Linked DNA regions of Mus musculus: region 1 is linked to region 2. Evidence: chromatin contacts called from public Micro-C data. All regions are on one chromosome and are shown on one strand. The core of a region is the stretch at or near the end of the contact, and the rest is flanking DNA. Distances in the headings are between cores, read along the strand shown.

Evidence for each region. A called contact is a pair of places that touch in the nucleus more often than the background predicts.
Region 1: a Micro-C map of trophoblast stem cells shows a contact between it and region 2, with 4 times the contacts expected there. A contact is called at or near these places in 3 of 484 Hi-C or Micro-C datasets (bone marrow-derived macrophages, embryonic fibroblasts and trophoblast stem cells) and 6 of 130 datasets of targeted methods (the NIH/3T3 cell line, embryonic fibroblasts, embryonic stem cells and 2 more).

Annotation. Positions count from the first base shown.
Region 1 is chr19:9,105,878-9,109,511 of GRCm38.p6, forward strand. No RefSeq gene overlaps it. Among named protein-coding and RNA genes, the nearest start is that of Gm41805, 7.9 kb to the left of the region's middle.
Region 2 is chr19:9,026,154-9,029,972 of GRCm38.p6, forward strand. It overlaps a transcript of Ahnak not described here. Among named protein-coding and RNA genes, the nearest start is that of Ahnak, 39 kb to the left of the region's middle.

The DNA of each region.
Region 1 (3,634 bases), core at 189-2,688, 79 kb after region 2:
CTTGAGGATGGCCTGAGCCTCCCTGCCTCAGCCTTCTGAGTTCTGGACCACACTACACAGCCAGCGGCCCATGGTAAAGATGCAGGCTGATAACCTTGAAGCATGGAAGGGGATTGGAAAACAAAGGGTGGTCTGGTTGGTGTGGTTTGGGATGATAATATATAATAATGACTAACACATGCTGCGTGGTATCTAGGGATTTCCCATGCAGTAAGTAATTGGCCATTACAGCACTGGAGAGGGTACTACCAGTCTTCGGTCTTTCAGAGTGAGGATCCTGGGAGGTCTAGTGACAGACCGGCTGAGAAGCACAGATTCCAAGAAAGAAGGTGGGGTTTCCTCATTCCTCAGGCTGCTTCTCTGAGGCTTGGACACAGCTGCCTCCCATGTGACTCCCAGGAAGCCTTGAAACAGAGGTGGACTCAGAAGCTGGCTTGTGTGTGGTGCAGCCTCAGAGCCCTAACAGCACTAAAGGGTCTGAAGGTCTGGTCCCGTGTGTGCCAGGCCTCTGAGCTAGGCAGCTCTCCTGAGGCTGACTGCACAGTGTTCTGAGAATTGCCCTGGTGAGGCGCAGGATGTCTGCTGAGTGTTAGAGCGGCTGGGTTGTTTTGCACTGGCCCCTTCCCTGGCATGGACGTCCCTGTGGAGGCTGGGGCTGGGGCTGGGGCTGGCCATGTGGGGAGGTGGTAGAGCAATAGCCATGGTGGTTATAGATAGGAACCAGGGCTGACATCACTTTTGTCAAACACAGTGAAGCCCTTGCCAGGGGTCCACTGAAAAGTTGGTCAGGACATGGGTCTATTCCTCTGCAAGTTTGAAAGCAGAGGAACTGCCCCCACAGGCCAAGCAGCCAGTTTCTGCAGCACATTTTCAAGTTCCAACTCTGTTGGGAACCTGGAGGCAGAGATGGGGGCAGGAAGAGGTGGCTTTACCCAAGTGACAGTGCCCCACCCAAGGTCCCGACCCTTTCTGGGTAGAACAACAAATATGTTGAGAGCAGACAGCAAATATGTTGGAATTTGTACTACCACAGGGACAGGGTGGGAAAGGGCTTGGGAAAGTAGCACACGTTTTAGTCATGAGGCATCTGTGGTGTGATATCTGCATGATCTATGTTAGAGATAAAGATGAAATGGCCAGGACTGGGGAGGCTCAGGACAGACAGGCTGGATCAGGATGAAGTCAGCCCAAAGGTATGTGGGGCCCACACCTCACTCAGTGGGTGCAGAGGAGGGGCCTGGACAAGCCCGGAGGAAGGAAAACTTGGCCCTCTTCTTTCTTGCTTTTAAGATTAAATACTTGGTTTCTGACTGGAAGGCCGGGGGTTCAGAAGTTCCAGTCCCTGGGGATCTGCATGGGGCAGGGAGTGCTAGGCTGTACTGGAAGGTCAGCAGAACCACAGATCCTTAGCCCAAGGTAAATACTCTTGGGTTTGCAGTGAGAGGTGTACAGCTGCACTGGTTTGTAAACACTTCTGAAAATGCCCTTTGACTTTGATACACTGGGGTGGCCTGGCTATTGTGTTGGGAAGAGGGGGGCCCTGGGAAAGGTTGGAGGTAAGAGGAGTTAGGAAGAACAACAAACAGACCCTTTGTAGGAGGGGAAGTGACCTGGGCAGGAAGGGGGTGGGCAAGCCCTTTCCTGTGAGCAGCACAGGGTGAACCTAGTCTCACCTGCTCTTCTCACCCTAGCCAAACTCTGGGTGGGGCCTGTGCTTTGGCACAGCCCATAGTTCCCTGTCCAGTCTTCTGCCTAGGGCCCATGTCATGGCCCAGTGTTGCTCAGGTTTAGGTCACGGTCCAGAAATGCTCAGGAGCTGGCATGTCTATTGGCAATAGTCTACTTGGCACACAGCCAGCAAGTATCCCTGGGCTGTGGTCTTCAGTCACGAATCTCTCCCAACCATCTGAGGAACCTGACCAGTGGAGAAAGTATCACACCACGGGCACAGGATTCTATACACGTCTGTCACCCTAGAAAAGAAAGGTGGTGAAAATAGATAGCCCCATTGTAAGGAAAGATGGGCATAGTTGAATGAGGACAGAATATTATATGACAGTTTACTGACATGGAAAGGTAGAGAATATTGACTAAGAGAGTTTCATGGGGCTGGAAAGATGGCTCAGTGGTTAAGAGCACAGGCTTCTCTTGCAGAAAATCTGGGTTCAGTTTCCAGGGCCCCTCCAAAATGGTGTAACTAAAATTCTTTTCTGACTCATGTGGGCAGCAGGCACATGTGATGTGAATACATACACACTTGCAAACCATTCAAACACATACAAGTTTTAAAAAGTTACACACACACACACACACACACACACACACACTTTAGCATGTCTGGTCTCATTTTGGGAGAACTGTAGGATAAGTGTGTAGGTCGATGCTGAGGACCCTTCCCTATTACTTTCCATCTTGATTTTTGAGGCAGGGTCTCTCATTGAACACAGAGATTGACATTTTGGCTAGACTGGTTGCCAGAGGCCCTTGGGACCTTTTTTGTTTCTGCTTCCCAGGTTTGGCATTACATGTCTGTAACACAACCCATGGATTTTTTTTACACAGGTGCCGGAGAGATAAGAACTCAGGACTTCTTGCTTGAACATCAAGCTTTTCCCCTCTGAGCCATTTTTCAAGCAGCTACTTTGTTGCAGGTCATTTTTCTCTTAAAAATACTTAATGAAAGACTGCTGACCTTTGAGAATCCAGGACCTGTCCCCTTCTGGCATGTAGGTATACATGCAGACAGAGCACTCCTTATATTAAAAGAAAAATAATTAAAAATCCTTCCAGAGGTCCTGAGTTCAATTCTCAGCAACCAGATAGTGGTGGCCTATGACCATCTATAAAGGGAGCCGATGCCCTCTTCTGGCATGTAGATATGCAGGCAGACAGATCACCCTGCATAAAAAAAAAGCATTGGGGACCTGCCCTAGGTACTAAGTGGTGACTATTGAGCCTTCTAGGATGAGAAGACTCAAACTATTGTTTTTATTTGACAGGGTCTCATATAGCCCAGGCTGGCCTCAAACTCCTTATATGGCTGAGGTCACCCCTGAAACTCCAGAGCCTCCTGCTTTACCAAGTGCTGGGAATATAGCTGTGTGTCATTGTACCTGCCTCCAACCTCTTTTCTTCTTGGCACCAAATTATAACCTCAGAACCCAAGTTCCTGAGTTCTGTATAGAATCTACAAAGTGCCGGTAAGAGCATAGTAGATGTTAAATCTGAGATGATGTTAAGTTCTCATCCACACTTGTTTTATTTATCAATCTAATCATGTTACTTTCTAGACTCTGTACAGAAGTCAGGAGCTTTGGTTCTGAAAACCCAATTTCATTTTAATATTGGGTTGATGAAAAGCAGAATTTGAAGGATAAAGTTATTAGGATATGTTGGTTTTCCCAACCTCTGACCCAGAATGCTTTTGGGCTGCCCCTAGATCTGGATGACATCTGGCTGGGGGCCACAGGACTTGTGAATGGGGAAGTTGACATAAACACATTTAACATGCCCCGAGGGACTCTCTTTAGCTCCACACTCCCACCCCTGCCAAAGGTCTGGATGCCTGAGTTTTCTTTTCACATTTCTGACTCCTTGGGACACAGAACTCACTATGGCTCAACTCTCCCTGGAT
Region 2 (3,819 bases), core at 623-3,122:
TCTCTGCACCTGCCATGCCTGCTCGACTCCGGTTTGAGAATCATCCAACAGCCTATAGTATGATCAGAGATTTCCACACTCCCCAAGTGGGATGGGGCAGTTCAGCCCACCCAAGCCCAGGGTAAGAACTCAGGACACCTAGAGCTCTTTAATCACAGATTAGAGCCTAGAAGGAAACAAGTCAAAATCCAAGAAGAAGCCTGGGCAAAGTGGATTAGTCAGGGCCAGGATGATTGGATGAGCCTGAGAAATGTAAAGGGTGTGGACGAGGAAGACTAGGAAAAAGAGGAAGAAGGGCTGGGGTGTGACTCAATGGTCTAGTAAGTGCAAAACGTTGTCTTTATTCGTTACTACGCAGACAGCCCCAAAGGGTGGCTGTTCATAGGGTTTGAGCCCTGCCTTTCTGGGTGCCCCAAATAAATGTACCCTAAGAAAACAGAGTACTGTAACATCAAGGCAAAATTTTTGCTCTGACCCCAAATCAAATGATCTGACACCCCCGCCCCCTACCCCAATTCACCAATTCAGCTGTTAGTGTCCAGGAAACAAGGGATCCCAGTCTCTGGGAGTAATTGTAGCCACTTTCAGCCAACCAGCCAATCCTGGAACTAATCCAAGTTCTGCCACAGTTCCTAGGCAGATTTTTATCTATTTAGACCAGGCTGGTGTGAAGTAATGAGCCAGGCTGATGGCCAAACAAGACTGGGCATATGATACTGGGCAATCACAGAAAAAAGACCAGCAGAGACCAGCTGGAAGCTGCTGTACGTGGGTCACATGTTGCCTCTGGGGCCTACCCCTTACCCGGTGGGACCTTCATTTCTAAAATGCGGCATCAGCCCCAACTCTCTGCTTTATACAGACTTTGCCTAAAAGATGACTTTGTATATGACGGCATCTTAGGTTTGCACTTTTGAATGCTGGTATTTAAAAGAGGGCTGGGGACATGGTTTGGTACTTAAGCTCTTGCTCTCGTACGTGAGGACTTGAGTTCTGGTGTCCAGAATTGAGGCGAAAGGTGGGCATGGTATTCTGGTCTGTAACCCTATCACTGGGAGATGGGGTGGGGATAGAGAGCTCCCAGAGCTCTCTGGCCTGACAGTCTAGCCCATTGGTGAGCCAGATCAAGTAAAAGAACAGGTGGACAATGATAGAGAAAGACAGGTGACTTTGGCCTCTGGCCTTCACATGCATGGGCATAGTCTTGTACACACATACACACACGTGCACATGCATAAACATGCACACAGATACAAGTACACACAAGTAATAATAAAAACAGGACTTGTGTGTGTGGGCTGGGAATGTAGCAAGTCCTGGACTTGCCATATCATAAGCCTGGTGTGGTGGCACACAACTGAAACCCCAGAACTCAGGAGGTGGACCCAGGAGAATCTAAACAGAACTCAGGAGGTGGACCCAGGAGAATGGAGGAGGTGGACCCAGGAGAATCTAAAGTTCAAGGTCATCCTCCCATTGACGGCTTTATTCCAGGACAGCCTGGGCTACACAAGAAGTCACCCTCCTGGTGACTATTTAAGGTCCATCCATCCATCCATCTCCTGGAATCTGGCAGCCCTTACTGAGCTGTAGTCACATGGGACTGCAGTGTGGGGCACTTGGTACCCTCCCCGAGGAAGGAGCTTCAGCTTAAAGCTCACTACTCCTGTCCACCCAAAGTGGAAGGCTTTGATTTTTTTTTTCAGCCATGCAGTATAGCCTGCTCTGTGTGTTTTTTCCTGTGTGTGCCGTCTCTTCCAGGATACACAGCTGCCAGGCAGCCGGTGCTCTGTCCCCTTGCTCAGGCAGCCAGGCCGTGGGGAGGACTGGAATGTGAAAAGCCAGGGAGAAGAATGACAGTGCATTTTCTATTTGCAAGCCTGCGAGTCTGGCTCGCCACTTGAATTTCAAGTGGGCCCTTCAGGCAGATAGGGATGTCAGGTGAGAGAGTGGAGGCAGCCAATCTGAATTGTCTAAATTCCTAGAAAATAAATTCTAGGAATTTAGCTGTAGGAGTAAGGTGGGTCAGGTAGGGCAAATTCACTGTAGGGGGTGGGGGCCTGGTGTGGGTAGGCTTCCACTTTTTTTTTCCTGTTTGCACACCATATTTTCCTTCAAACTATTTTCCTATTGAATCTAATAGACAAGCTTTGAACTAAGGTTTTTATTTTTTCTTTAACTGAGCTGCAGATCTCTTTTAGAGGAAAAAAAAAAAGCCACTCCCTTTAACCACTGTTTTTGGTTACTGCTCTTTGTTTGGAGTAATTACTACCCTTAAAAGTGGGAAATTACAGATTACAGATTATCAGAAGGAAATAAGTGCTTTGGATTAGCCAGACTCTTGCCCCTGGATGGCCATTCCAGGCCTTGCCAGTCTCCCAGGTACAAAGCCCTGTACTACATGTTCTGCAAACACTCCCTTTCCTTGTTTCCAGAGAGGAAACGGTTGGATCCTGTGTGTCACTTGTCAGGTTCTTGTTACATAACCATGGAAAACCTTTGATAGGGTTTGCTGGTCACAGGAATGAGTACAGGGAACAACATGGGGTCGTGGCTTGTCTTTTATCCACTGTGCCCTGACAGCGGATTGAACTTGGAGTGTATTTTCTAGCACTGATTTAATATTCACTAGAAAGATTTATAAGTTGGATGGGGTGGTGTCTTAGGGTTTCTATTCCTGCACAAACATCATGACCAAGAGGCAAGTTGGCGAGGAAAGGGTTTATCTGGCTTACACTTCCATACTGCTGTTCATCACCAAGGAAGTCAGGACTGGGACTCAAGCAGGTCAGGAAGCAGGAGCTGATGCAGAGGCCATGGAGGGATATTCCTTACTGGCTTGTTTCCCCTGGCTTGCTCAGCCTGCTCTCTTATAGAACCCAAGACTACCAGCCCAGAGATGGTCCCACCCACAAGGGGCCTTTCCCCCTTGATCACTAATTGAGAAAATGCCTTACAGTTGGATCTCATGGAGGCATTTCCCCAACTGAAGCTCCTTTCTCTGTGATAACTCCAGCCTGTGTCAAGTTGACACAAACTAGCCAGTAGAGGTAGGGTGGCTGGAGAGAGAACTTAGTGGCTAAGAGTGACTCCGGATCTTTGGGAGGACCAAAGTTTGATTCGCAGCACCTACATTGGGTAGCTGACATTCATTTGCTACTCCAGCTCCAGGGGATCTGACTTTCTCTTCTGGCCTCCTTGGGTATCTGAACTCATGTGGCATATACTCACAGATACACATACCCATTTAAAAACAATCTTTGTGGGGTAGGGTGGCACATACCTTTGATTCCAGCTGATTAATCAGGAAGCAGAGGCAGGTGGATCTCTGAGAGTCTGCGGGCAATCAGAGCTACACAGCGAGTTCCAGGACAGCCAGCGCCACATAGTGATACCCCGTCTCAAAAACCAAAACAAAAAATTTGGATGAGAATGCTGTGGTGGGACGGCCTGACTGTTGGTTTACGCAGAGAGGGAAGCCTCGTGGAGGTACCTCAGCTTGCCCATACCTCATCAAGACCTGGGGAACCCTTGACCCCCAGGCTCCTCTCTACTGTTTACTGCAATGGTTGTCAGTTTCTGCGAGGTCATGATTGGCCTTGCCAGTCACTCTCAGCAGCCCTCTGGCTTTGATGCAGCCTTCTCTTTTCTCACCCTTGGGTTTTAGCCTAAGGGGCATTTCCTCCTGGAAGCCTGCCTGGAATCCTCTCTCTTTCCCAACTATTCTATGCTCTCATTACTTTAGTTTTCTGGTCTCAATGCTACTTACATTTAGTTATCAGTGAGAGACTGCTTGTCAGTCTCTCTCCGGAATTAGAC